Linked DNA regions of Mus musculus: all the other regions are linked to region 2. Evidence: chromatin contacts called from public promoter capture Hi-C data. All regions are on one chromosome and are shown on one strand. The core of a region is the stretch at or near the end of the contact, and the rest is flanking DNA. Distances in the headings are between cores, read along the strand shown.

Region 1 (3,215 bases), core at 105-2,604, 290 kb after region 2:
CCAAATTAATTTCTCAAGTCAGACGATTTTACAAGCAAGCCACTGGAGGAGAGGAAGGGAAAGAGTAGAGATAAAATTGACAACATTCACAGAACACTGAGGGCTGGGCAAAGGAGAGAATCAAACATGGACTCCTTGGAAAAAAAACTCAATCATCTATTCATATCTCTCCCCCCAAAGTCACTAGGATTTCTGTCACTTTTTTTTTAAGGAGAAAAAAAAAAAAAGCCAGTACCATTTCTCATTTAAAAGCTACGTACACAATTAAATGCATTTTGACTTCAATGAGGTATGTAGAGAGTTATATATAAACATATATTTCATCTTTTTCCTTTTCAATGCCTGAAGGAAAAAAAAAAAAAACCTTCACATCAAACCACTCCCTTCTGAAGTATTCAGAAAAAAAAAAAAAAAGCTTTTCTTTAGAGAAGGGAGGTGGGGGGAGGAAGAAGACTAGTAAAGAAAAGAAAAATTCAATCTAGTTGGACTAGTATCTAACTAGTTAACCTTTAACAATTTATGCTGATGTCAGACTGAGCATGAGTACTGATTAATACCCCCCCAAATATTTTTATAAGGGGGGGAGTTAAGTCACAGCAGCCATTTTTGTTTTATGCAGAAATCCTTCATGCCCCCCAACACACACACACACACACACACACACACACACTCTCTCTCTCTCTCTCTCTCTCTCTCTCTCTCAATACACAAGGAAAATGTATTAATCTGTGCACTAATCAGTTATGAAAAAAGGGAGAAATTTGTGGGTTTCTGAGTAGAAGCTTGGAGATTGGATGTAACAGGGAGAATGGGGGTGTATGAAAAATGAAATATTAAGCCAGCCATTTTGTTTTAAAAGGGGATTTTACCCCCCTCTCTCTTTCTTTATAGAGGGGGGTGGCAGTGCTGGAGGGGGGGTTGTTTTAAAAATAATTTCAAGGCGGCCATCTTAGTGCCTCAGCTCTGAGAAATATTTCTGAGCGCCCCCCTCAGAATTTAAATATATTTAAAGCAACCGAGGGGGGTAGAGAGAAGTCGAAAACTTTTATATACATATATATAATTTTTTTTTTTTAAACGATCTCCCTTTCTTGTTCTCTTGGGAGGAAAGACAGAAGGGGGAAAAAGTCCTTAAATTTTTCCAAGAACATTTTTGGGGGTGGTGCGGCCCCCCTCCTCAGACGCCGGCCCCGGGGGTGGGTGTTCTGGAGGGGGGTGGCCCGGGGGTTTGGGGGGCTGGGGGAGGCGGTGAGGAGGAGGAGGAGGAGGACGCCGCCGCCGAGGAGGAGGAGGAGGAGGAGGAGGAGGAGGAGGAGGTGGTGGTGGTAGCGGTGGGGGAGGCGGGCGGGCGGTGGGTGGGGGGGTGGTGGGGGGGCCAGAGCCACAGGATGGCTTCCCCTCTGAGGGACGAGGAGGAGGAGGAGGAGGAGATGGTGGTGTCGGAGGAGGAAGAAGAGGAGGAAGAAGAGGGCGACGAGGAGGAGGAGGAGGTGGAGGCGGCCGACGAGGACGATGAGGAGGAGGACGAAGAGGGAGTACTCGGGCGCGGGCCGGGCCACGACCGGAGCCGCGACCGCCACAGCCCCCCCAGCTGCCACCTCTTCCCGCCGCCGCCGCCGCCGCTGCCGCCGCCCCCGCCACCAGGTAAGCGTCCGTCCGACTCCCCGGGGCCCGAGCGGAGCCGCGGGGCCCGGCACCTACGGTTCGGCCGAGCCGAGGAGAGTCCCGGGCGCCTGGCGGGTCTAGACGGGCCCGGCAGTCCGGGCGGCGGCGGCCTTGGGGCCAGGCCTCCTCCCCTCCCCCGCCGCACCCCTCCTCCGCCGCTACCGCGGCCGCCGCCACCGCCGCCGCCGCCGCCGCCGCCGCGCCCGGGCTGGAGAGCGCAGGGAGCGAGCTGCGCGCGCGGACCGGGCCACTTGGTCGCGGCTTTCGGGGGAGGAGATTTATTTTTTTCACCCTCGGCGGGGAGGGGGTAGGCAGGAAACGGCCGTAGCGAAGCCAGGGCCCCCCTCCCAGGCCGAGCGAGGGACCGCGGAGACCCCGGCGACCGGACGGCGGCGTGGGGGGAGGGGCGCGTGGGGGAGGGGCGGCCGCGTGAGCGCCCCTTGGGCCGGGCCCCGGTGGGGTCGGACTGAAGCCGAGTGGGTTCGGGGTGTGGAGCTGACTGCCACCCGACGCCCTCCGCTGGGGACTTGGGCAAGCAGAGGTGGGACAGTGGCCCGCGGACCAGCCCCTCCACCTGCAGGGACTTCGGTGCCCGCCAACTTAGGGGTGTGCGGTGGCACGCGTGGGAGGGGGCGTGCGAATGTTTGTAGCGGCTGATGACCAGAGGCAGGTGGTGGCCACACTCCACGCAGACCACTTCCTGGAGTAAGACTTGGACATACCGTCCACTCCCCCCTAGCTGGCCGCCGAGGTCTCGGGTCACCTCAGATTTGAAGAGAGACAGGAGAATGTCTGGGGAGCCAGATGCCCCCGGCCCCACCCTCGTCATCTCTGCCCCGGGCTCTTTTGTGTCAAGTGCAGCCCCCATCCCCCCCTCGTGACCCCGTCAGTCTGGGGTGGCCGAACTGCCCAGCTGTGACTCTCACGTGGCTGCCATTCACTGTCACTCTCTTGATGAAACCACCCACACACCCTGACCACGTTGGGGGGCGTGAACTGCCCACCCAGCTGCTCTGTCCTGACCATCATCACTCAGCACCCTTCTCCGAGATGACAAGTCACCTGCCACTGGCGTAGGACGTCCAGCTGTGCTTGGGACAGACCCTTCTCTGGATCAGTGGCGCAACTCTCAGACCACCCTCCAAGTGGAGAGTGATTTCTAGCTTCTTTAGGATAGGTGTCGCCAACCTCTGATTGGGGACATCCACACCCCCAAGTCTCTGGCGGCAGAGCAGCACACACACACCAAACTTTAAAACGTTATTTGTAAAACTGTCTTACTGACCACTGTGACTTTTTGTCGCACGTGTTGAGACAGCTTTTCCGGGGGTGGGGGGTGTTAAAAATAATGTGTTTAATGCGTATTGGGTAAAGCCTCACCCCTAACCTCGTCAGGTTTACCTGTAAAAGAGGAAAAGTTTAGAAAAAAGTTATTCCAGCGAGCCCTCAGGATTCCCTTGGAGTGGGGGAAGAATTAAAGATCCTGAGGAGAGAGAGGGCTGCCCGCAGGGCTGCCTGCGGCAAGGTGTGAAAAAGAGGGGAGAGGGGCT
Region 2 (2,866 bases), core at 237-2,736:
AAGCCACGAGTTTCTTGTCATATGCCTTCCTGTGCCTTCCCGTGGCTGAGTCACCAAGAGACAGCTGGCAAGAAGGGACAAAAGTACCAGAGAGTGACCAAATGCCTTCATTGGTTCATCCCTCAATGTCCTGTGACTGCTGGTGAAGCTGCCAAAATTCCCTCCTCCCTCTGGGGCCAATGGCTGCCTAGTCCCTTACAGAATGAATCATTCCGACCTGACACCCTGTTGCTGACCCTCGGGGCGCAGCTAGGTACAACACAACTAAAATATGAGTAGGTGGCTGTATTAATTTATTTCAAAAGTGGTGACTGAACAATGAGATTCCATGTGCACTGTGGCCGGGGCTAGTTCACTGAGGAGCCCACTGGTGCAGCCGACTTCTATGAGGCTGTGCTACGAGGAACAACTTCAGGCCTCGCAAACACATCCCCGAGTACCAGAAGGAGAGGGAGCGGTGGCAATTGCAATCTGCCCTTGTCCAGATATAAAAAGGGATTTTTCAGACAGCCACCCACTGTACCAAAGTATAAATTCTACTGTTTATAGTAGGACATGGTTCAACGGATGGGAGCCAAGGATGGGTGCCTTTCCAATTTAACAGTCCCATGAGGTTACAGAAATTCTTGGACCAGAGCCCCCACACAGCAGAGGTACATGTGACATTATGCCCTGACCAGCAACTACATTCCCCTCACCCCCAAAAACAAGGAACTGAGAAACAGTTTAGGAATGCCCTACAGCCTGAACCAAGAGTAGGTGTCCTGGCAGTGTGGTGGAATGTAGATGGCTCTCTTCGCCTAACCCTAGGGGCCCTTTCCCAGACAAATACTGGAATTTTGCTCGCACCCTCTGGGTTCCCACCTAGACACAGCAGACTGAGGTCCCCTGTTGTGTCAGGGGTTGCTCTCCTGCAGCGGAGCTCGCCCCTTACGGATGGCTGTGAGCCACCATGTGGTTGCTGGGATTTGAACTCAGTACCTTTGGAAGAGCAATCGGCGCTCTTAACCGCTGAGCCATCTCACCAGCCCCACCGTCATCCTCTTAACATCTGGACAGAGGACGAAGCAGGGGACCAGAAAGAAGGCCCAGCTCGGAATGGCTCTTTTGCGGCTCTATTCCCTCTGGAGAAACCAAGAGGAAAGATAAAGAGAGCTGCAGTGCTTCTGCTAGCGCCATTTTGAAGACTCGAACTCTTTTCCCTTTCAACTTCAAACACTATCAAGTTGGCCGAGATTAGACAAGATGGCGTACATGCAGGGGGGACAGGGCGAGGGGGCAGCATGGACCTTGCTTTCAGAACAAGAGCGTAAACAAAAGTGAGGAAGTCCTAACAGCGCAGGCGCCAAACGCGGACACGCTTTAAAATTCGAACGTCAAGGCGCGCACAAAAGCCTGCCTGGGAAGGAGACCTGTGTCCCCTAGAGGAGGCGGGCGAGCATCACGGAGAGGGAAGAGCAGCCCTGGCCTCGGGGACAGCAGGGCGGGGTGTGCGCGGCGCGCATGCGCGGCGCGGATAAATGGCGGGGGTTGTCCCGCCTGGCGGAAGCTTAGCTTTCCAACATGGCGGGGGAGGCCGACGGGCCGTTCAAAGGGCTGCTGGTGCCAATTCTTTTACCTGAGAAATGTTACGACCAGCTCTTCGTGCAATGGGACTTGCTTCATGGTGAGTTTTATTTCAGCCTTCAAGGTCTAGCTGGAGCAGCCTTGAACCGTAAGTTGGCGTGACAGTGGCGATTAATGTCACCGCGAAGCTGGGCAGAAGGCGGTTCTGACGAGGGCGGAAGTGTTTGGGGCCCTGCATAGGAAAAGTGCCATATTTGGGCATGAAGGGGTGTCTCCCGAAAAAAAGTTAAATTTGTGTTTTACAATCTCGGAAGTCTGTACCCAACCCTCATCCCTTTCTGGGCTGGGAGTCGAACTCAGGGCGGCATGTGCTACTCTGCTAACCAGGCTCTAGCCCCAGGCTGGAAAACTCGGAGCTTTTTTGTCGTACCCCCCCCCCCCCCCCCGACAGGGTATAGCTCTGGCTGACCTGGAACTCGCTCTGTAGACCAGGCTGGCCTCGAACTCAGAAATCCACCTGACTCTGTCTCCCAAATGCTGGGATTAAAGGTGTGTGCCACCAATCCTCGGCGGAAAACTCGTATTTTATAAAACAAAATTAAAACCCCAGCCAGGCATGTAGGCCTCCTTTCGCCCCAAGCACTCAACTGACAGAGGCTCACAAATTTTTTTTTTTATCCCCTCTCTCCAGCACCAGCTTCTGGAATTTACTATGTGGCACAGACTGCCCTTGAACTGGCAACAGTCCTCCTGCCTCAGTCACTAGAGTGTTGGGAGTATAGCACTTTTCCTTTCCTTTTTCTTTACAAAGGCCTTTGATAAGCCTTCTCCATCTCTCTATTCTAAGTGACTTTTGGCTTACAATAGTCAAGACGCCTTCCTGGGCCAAATGCCCACCAGGTCAAAGATTCAGTGGTAGAGAGATTGCCAGGATCAGGGTTTTGTAGGCAGCAGCTCAGCTCACTCGCTGCAATCTATTGAAAATCAGCCCTGGACACAGGGTTTGAAAGAAAAATGTTTTTTAAAAAAAATTAGAGAAATTGCCAGGAACTGTGGCCCACACCTTTAATCCCAGCCCTTGGGAGGGACCCAGAGGCGGGAGTTCAAGGACAGCCTAGGCAACTGGATGAGTTCCAATACAACCAGGGCTGGCTACACAGAGCAGCCTTGTCTGGAAAAACCAAGATAAGAAGTAAATGATAGGGGCTGGAGAGATGGCTCAGTGGTTAAGAGCACTGACTGCTCTCCCAGAGGTTCTGAGTTTAATTCCCAGCAACCACATGGTGGCCTACAACCATCT
Region 3 (2,902 bases), core at 257-2,756, 430 kb after region 2:
CTGGAACTCACGTTGTAGACCAGGCTGGCCTCGAACTCAGAAATCCACCTGCCTCTGCCTTCCAAGTGCTGGAATTAAAGGCGTGCGCCACCACGCCCAGCTTCTTGTGGAATTTTTGTAATTCTACTTGTTTAAAGTTTTTCCCTAAAGCTTGCATATGAGTTGGAAGGCAGGAGAGAGGGAGGGAGGGAAGAGAGAAATTATGCAGGAGATGAAAGATAACAATTTAATCAAAACTAACCACTGAAGGGGTAAATGAATGTCCTGTGCCTGTAGATAGAATACCTCAGAGCAAGGGGGTACGGAGTGGCTGCAGCAGTCCCAAGCCTGGAGAGACCAGTCAACAGGTCCAGACCTTACTTATTGGCTGGCTCTCAGCACACAGGTGTGGCTCACAACTGTGTGTAACTCCAGCATTCTGATGCCTCTTCTGACCTCCATCGGCCATTGCACACATGTGGTGCACACATACATACATACATACATACATACATACATATACTCAGGCACCCATACATATGTAGAAAATAATTTTTTTTTTGAGACAGGGTCTATGTGTAGCCTTGGCTGTCCTGGAAGTCTCTAGGTATACTTGGCTGACTTCGAACTCATAGAGATCCATCCACCTGCCTCTGCTTCCCTTGTGCTGGGAACAAAGGCTATTACACTCTGCTATAAATATTTTTTTTACAGTTAAAATTGCAGCAATTATATGTTTGCTGTCTATCAACCTATGAACAATAGATGGAGTGACAGTTTATAATTGTGAAAAACTTAACATCTATGATGTTCTTCAAAATTTCCCCCTAGCTTTAGTGTCCACGGATGATTTTTAAAATTAACTCTATTATCTTATTTATCTTTGTCTGTATGTACAGACAGTGCACCACCAGGTGCTTTCTCTCAGAAGCTAGCACTGGATCCTCTGGAATTGGAGTTACAGATGATTGTGAGCCATCATGTGGGTGCTGGGAAATGAACCTGGGTCCTCCGAAGAAAGCAGCAAACGCTCCTAACCATTGAACCTTTATCTCTCCTCCTTCCCACAGATGATTCTTTTCTGAGACGGGGTTTCTCTGTGTAGCCCTGGCTGTCCTGGAACTCACTCTGTAGACCAGGCTGGCCTCGAACTCAGAAATCCGCCTGCCTCTGCCTCCCAAGTGCTGGGATTAAAGGCGTGCGCCACCACGCCCGGCCCCACAGATGATTCTTATCTGATTCCCTTTTTGAAGAGACAGCTGAAAAAGATAAACATTTTATTTTCATATGTAAGTCTGACGTTGAATTCGTGCGCGGTGTGAGGTACAGTCCAGATTCGCTTTCTCTCCCTGTATGATTAGTTAAAGCAACTGTGGCTGTCTAGAAGCAGGGCAGACCCCACTCTACAGAGGAGCTGTAGAGACTCTCAACCTCCATCAGCCCGCCCTGTTCTGCTTGATTAAAAGATCCTAATCGGCTTGGAGGGATTAAGGGCTGCAGCGGGCTGTTCCCACACCCCCCGCCCTGGGCTGGGCTGCCAGGGGAGACCGAAGGGGCATCGATCCTGTGACCCCTTAGCCAAGCCCTAGCCCCGGACTTTCCGGTAAGTAATGAATGACCCACACAGGAACTTCGGTCCTGTATGAAGGCGTGGGAGTATTCCCCACTGAACCCCCAAGACTGCTGAAGAGGAAGGGAGGATAAACAATCTAAGTACAAACAGGCTAAACCAAAAAGACCTTGGGGCGATGAGCTGGGCTGCCATCTAGGGTCCTGGAAGCCAAGACACCCTAGGGGGTTGGGCGGAATTTGAGAAACAGGCTTGAGGGGAGAACCTTACGGGAGTGAGTGCTGAGGGCCCTCAACTCTTATCTTGTTCGCTCTGTGTTCACAGAAGAAGGCAATGAGCGCTTGGCTCCTGCCAGCCGGAGGGCTTCCCGGCGCCGGGTTCTGTGTCCCTGCGCGGCAGTCTCCGTCCAGTTTCTCGCGGGTCCTGCGCTGGCCAAGGCCTGGGCTACCGGGACTCCTGCTACTGCTACTGCTCCCATCTCCTTCTGCCCTCTCTGCTGTGTTCAAAGTGGGGGTGCTGGGCCCCTGGGCTTGCGACCCCATCTTTGCACGGGCCCGACCAGACCTGGCTGCGCGTCTGGCCGCCAACCGCCTGAATCGTGACTTTGCTTTAGACGGCGGCCCCCGGTTCGAGGTTGCGCTGCTCCCAGAGCCCTGCCTGACTCCGGGCTCACTAGGGGCTGTGTCCTCTGCGCTGTCTCGAGTCTCTGGCCTGGTGGGTCCGGTGAACCCCGCAGCCTGTCGGCCAGCCGAACTGTTGGCTCAAGAAGCTGGAGTAGCGCTGGTGCCCTGGGGCTGCCCTGGCACGCGGGCGGCGGGTACTACAGCCCCGGCGGTGACCCCCGCTGCAGATGCTCTCTACGTCCTCCTTAGAGCATTCCGCTGGGCGCGCGTGGCCCTGATCACTGCACCCCAAGACCTGTGGGTGGAGGCGGGACGCGCTCTGTCCACAGCACTCAGGGCCCGGGGTTTGCCAGTTGCCCTAGTGACTTCCATGGAGACTTCAGACCGGTCTGGAGCCCGGGAGGCCCTCGGGAGGATCCGAGATGGGCCTAGAGTTAGAGGTAAGCTCCCCAGTAGAGTGCGGGCAAGGTGGGTGGGTCCTGCCGAGAGTGGACAGCGTAGCGAGCCAGCCTCTGTGTCCGTCCGCTCCGCAGTAGTGATCATGGTGATGCACTCGGTGCTGCTGGGCGGCGAGGAGCAGCGCTACCTACTGGAAGCTGCAGAAGAACTGGCTCTGACTGATGGCTCCCTGGTTTTCCTGCCCTTCGACACGCTTCACTACGCTTTGTCTCCAGGCCCGGAGGCTCTGGCTGCATTTGTCAACAGCTCCCAGCTCCGCAGGGCTCACGAT

Evidence for each region. Promoter capture Hi-C pulls out the DNA fragments that hold promoters and counts their contacts.
Region 1: a promoter capture Hi-C map of second pharyngeal arch cranial neural crest shows a contact between it and region 2. The contact joins the promoter of Chd3 here to the promoter of Mpdu1 in region 2. A contact is called at or near these places in 10 of 39 promoter capture datasets (the 3T3-L1 cell line, the C10 cell line, the HPC-7 cell line and 6 more), 2 of 484 Hi-C or Micro-C datasets (the G1E-ER4 cell line and regulatory T cells), 2 of 115 datasets of contacts at active chromatin or transcription factors (the SCID.adh cell line and pancreatic cancer cells) and 2 of 9 other capture datasets (adipose tissue and pancreatic islet).
Region 3: a contact with region 2 is called in a promoter capture Hi-C map of second pharyngeal arch cranial neural crest. The contact joins the promoter of Gucy2e here to the promoter of Mpdu1 in region 2. A contact is called at or near these places in 6 of 39 promoter capture datasets (cranial neural crest, frontonasal cranial neural crest, hematopoietic stem and progenitor cells and 3 more), 1 of 115 datasets of contacts at active chromatin or transcription factors (astrocytes) and 2 of 9 other capture datasets (adipose tissue and pancreatic islet).

Annotation. Positions count from the first base shown.
Region 1 is chr11:69,367,565-69,370,779 of GRCm38.p6, reverse strand. Chd3 (chromodomain helicase DNA binding protein 3) reads left to right here and starts at 1,354. Exons shown (of 40, transcript NM_146019.4): 1 at 1,354-1,644. The coding sequence starts at 1,389. Gm32483 (a long non-coding RNA gene) reads right to left here and starts at 1,790. Exons shown (of 2, transcript XR_003949707.1): 1 at 1,702-1,790; 2 at 1-42.
Region 2 is chr11:69,661,269-69,664,134 of GRCm38.p6, reverse strand. It overlaps Mpdu1 (mannose-P-dolichol utilization defect 1), which reads left to right and starts at 1,486. Exons shown (of 7, transcript NM_011900.4): 1 at 1,486-1,666. The coding sequence starts at 1,564. Mir1934 (microRNA 1934) reads right to left here and starts at 1,092; the gene lies at 1,010-1,092.
Region 3 is chr11:69,235,626-69,238,527 of GRCm38.p6, reverse strand. Gucy2e (guanylate cyclase 2e) reads left to right here and starts at 1,506. Exons shown (of 19, transcript NM_008192.3): 1 at 1,506-1,582; 2 at 1,874-2,612; 3 at 2,706-2,902. The coding sequence starts at 1,883.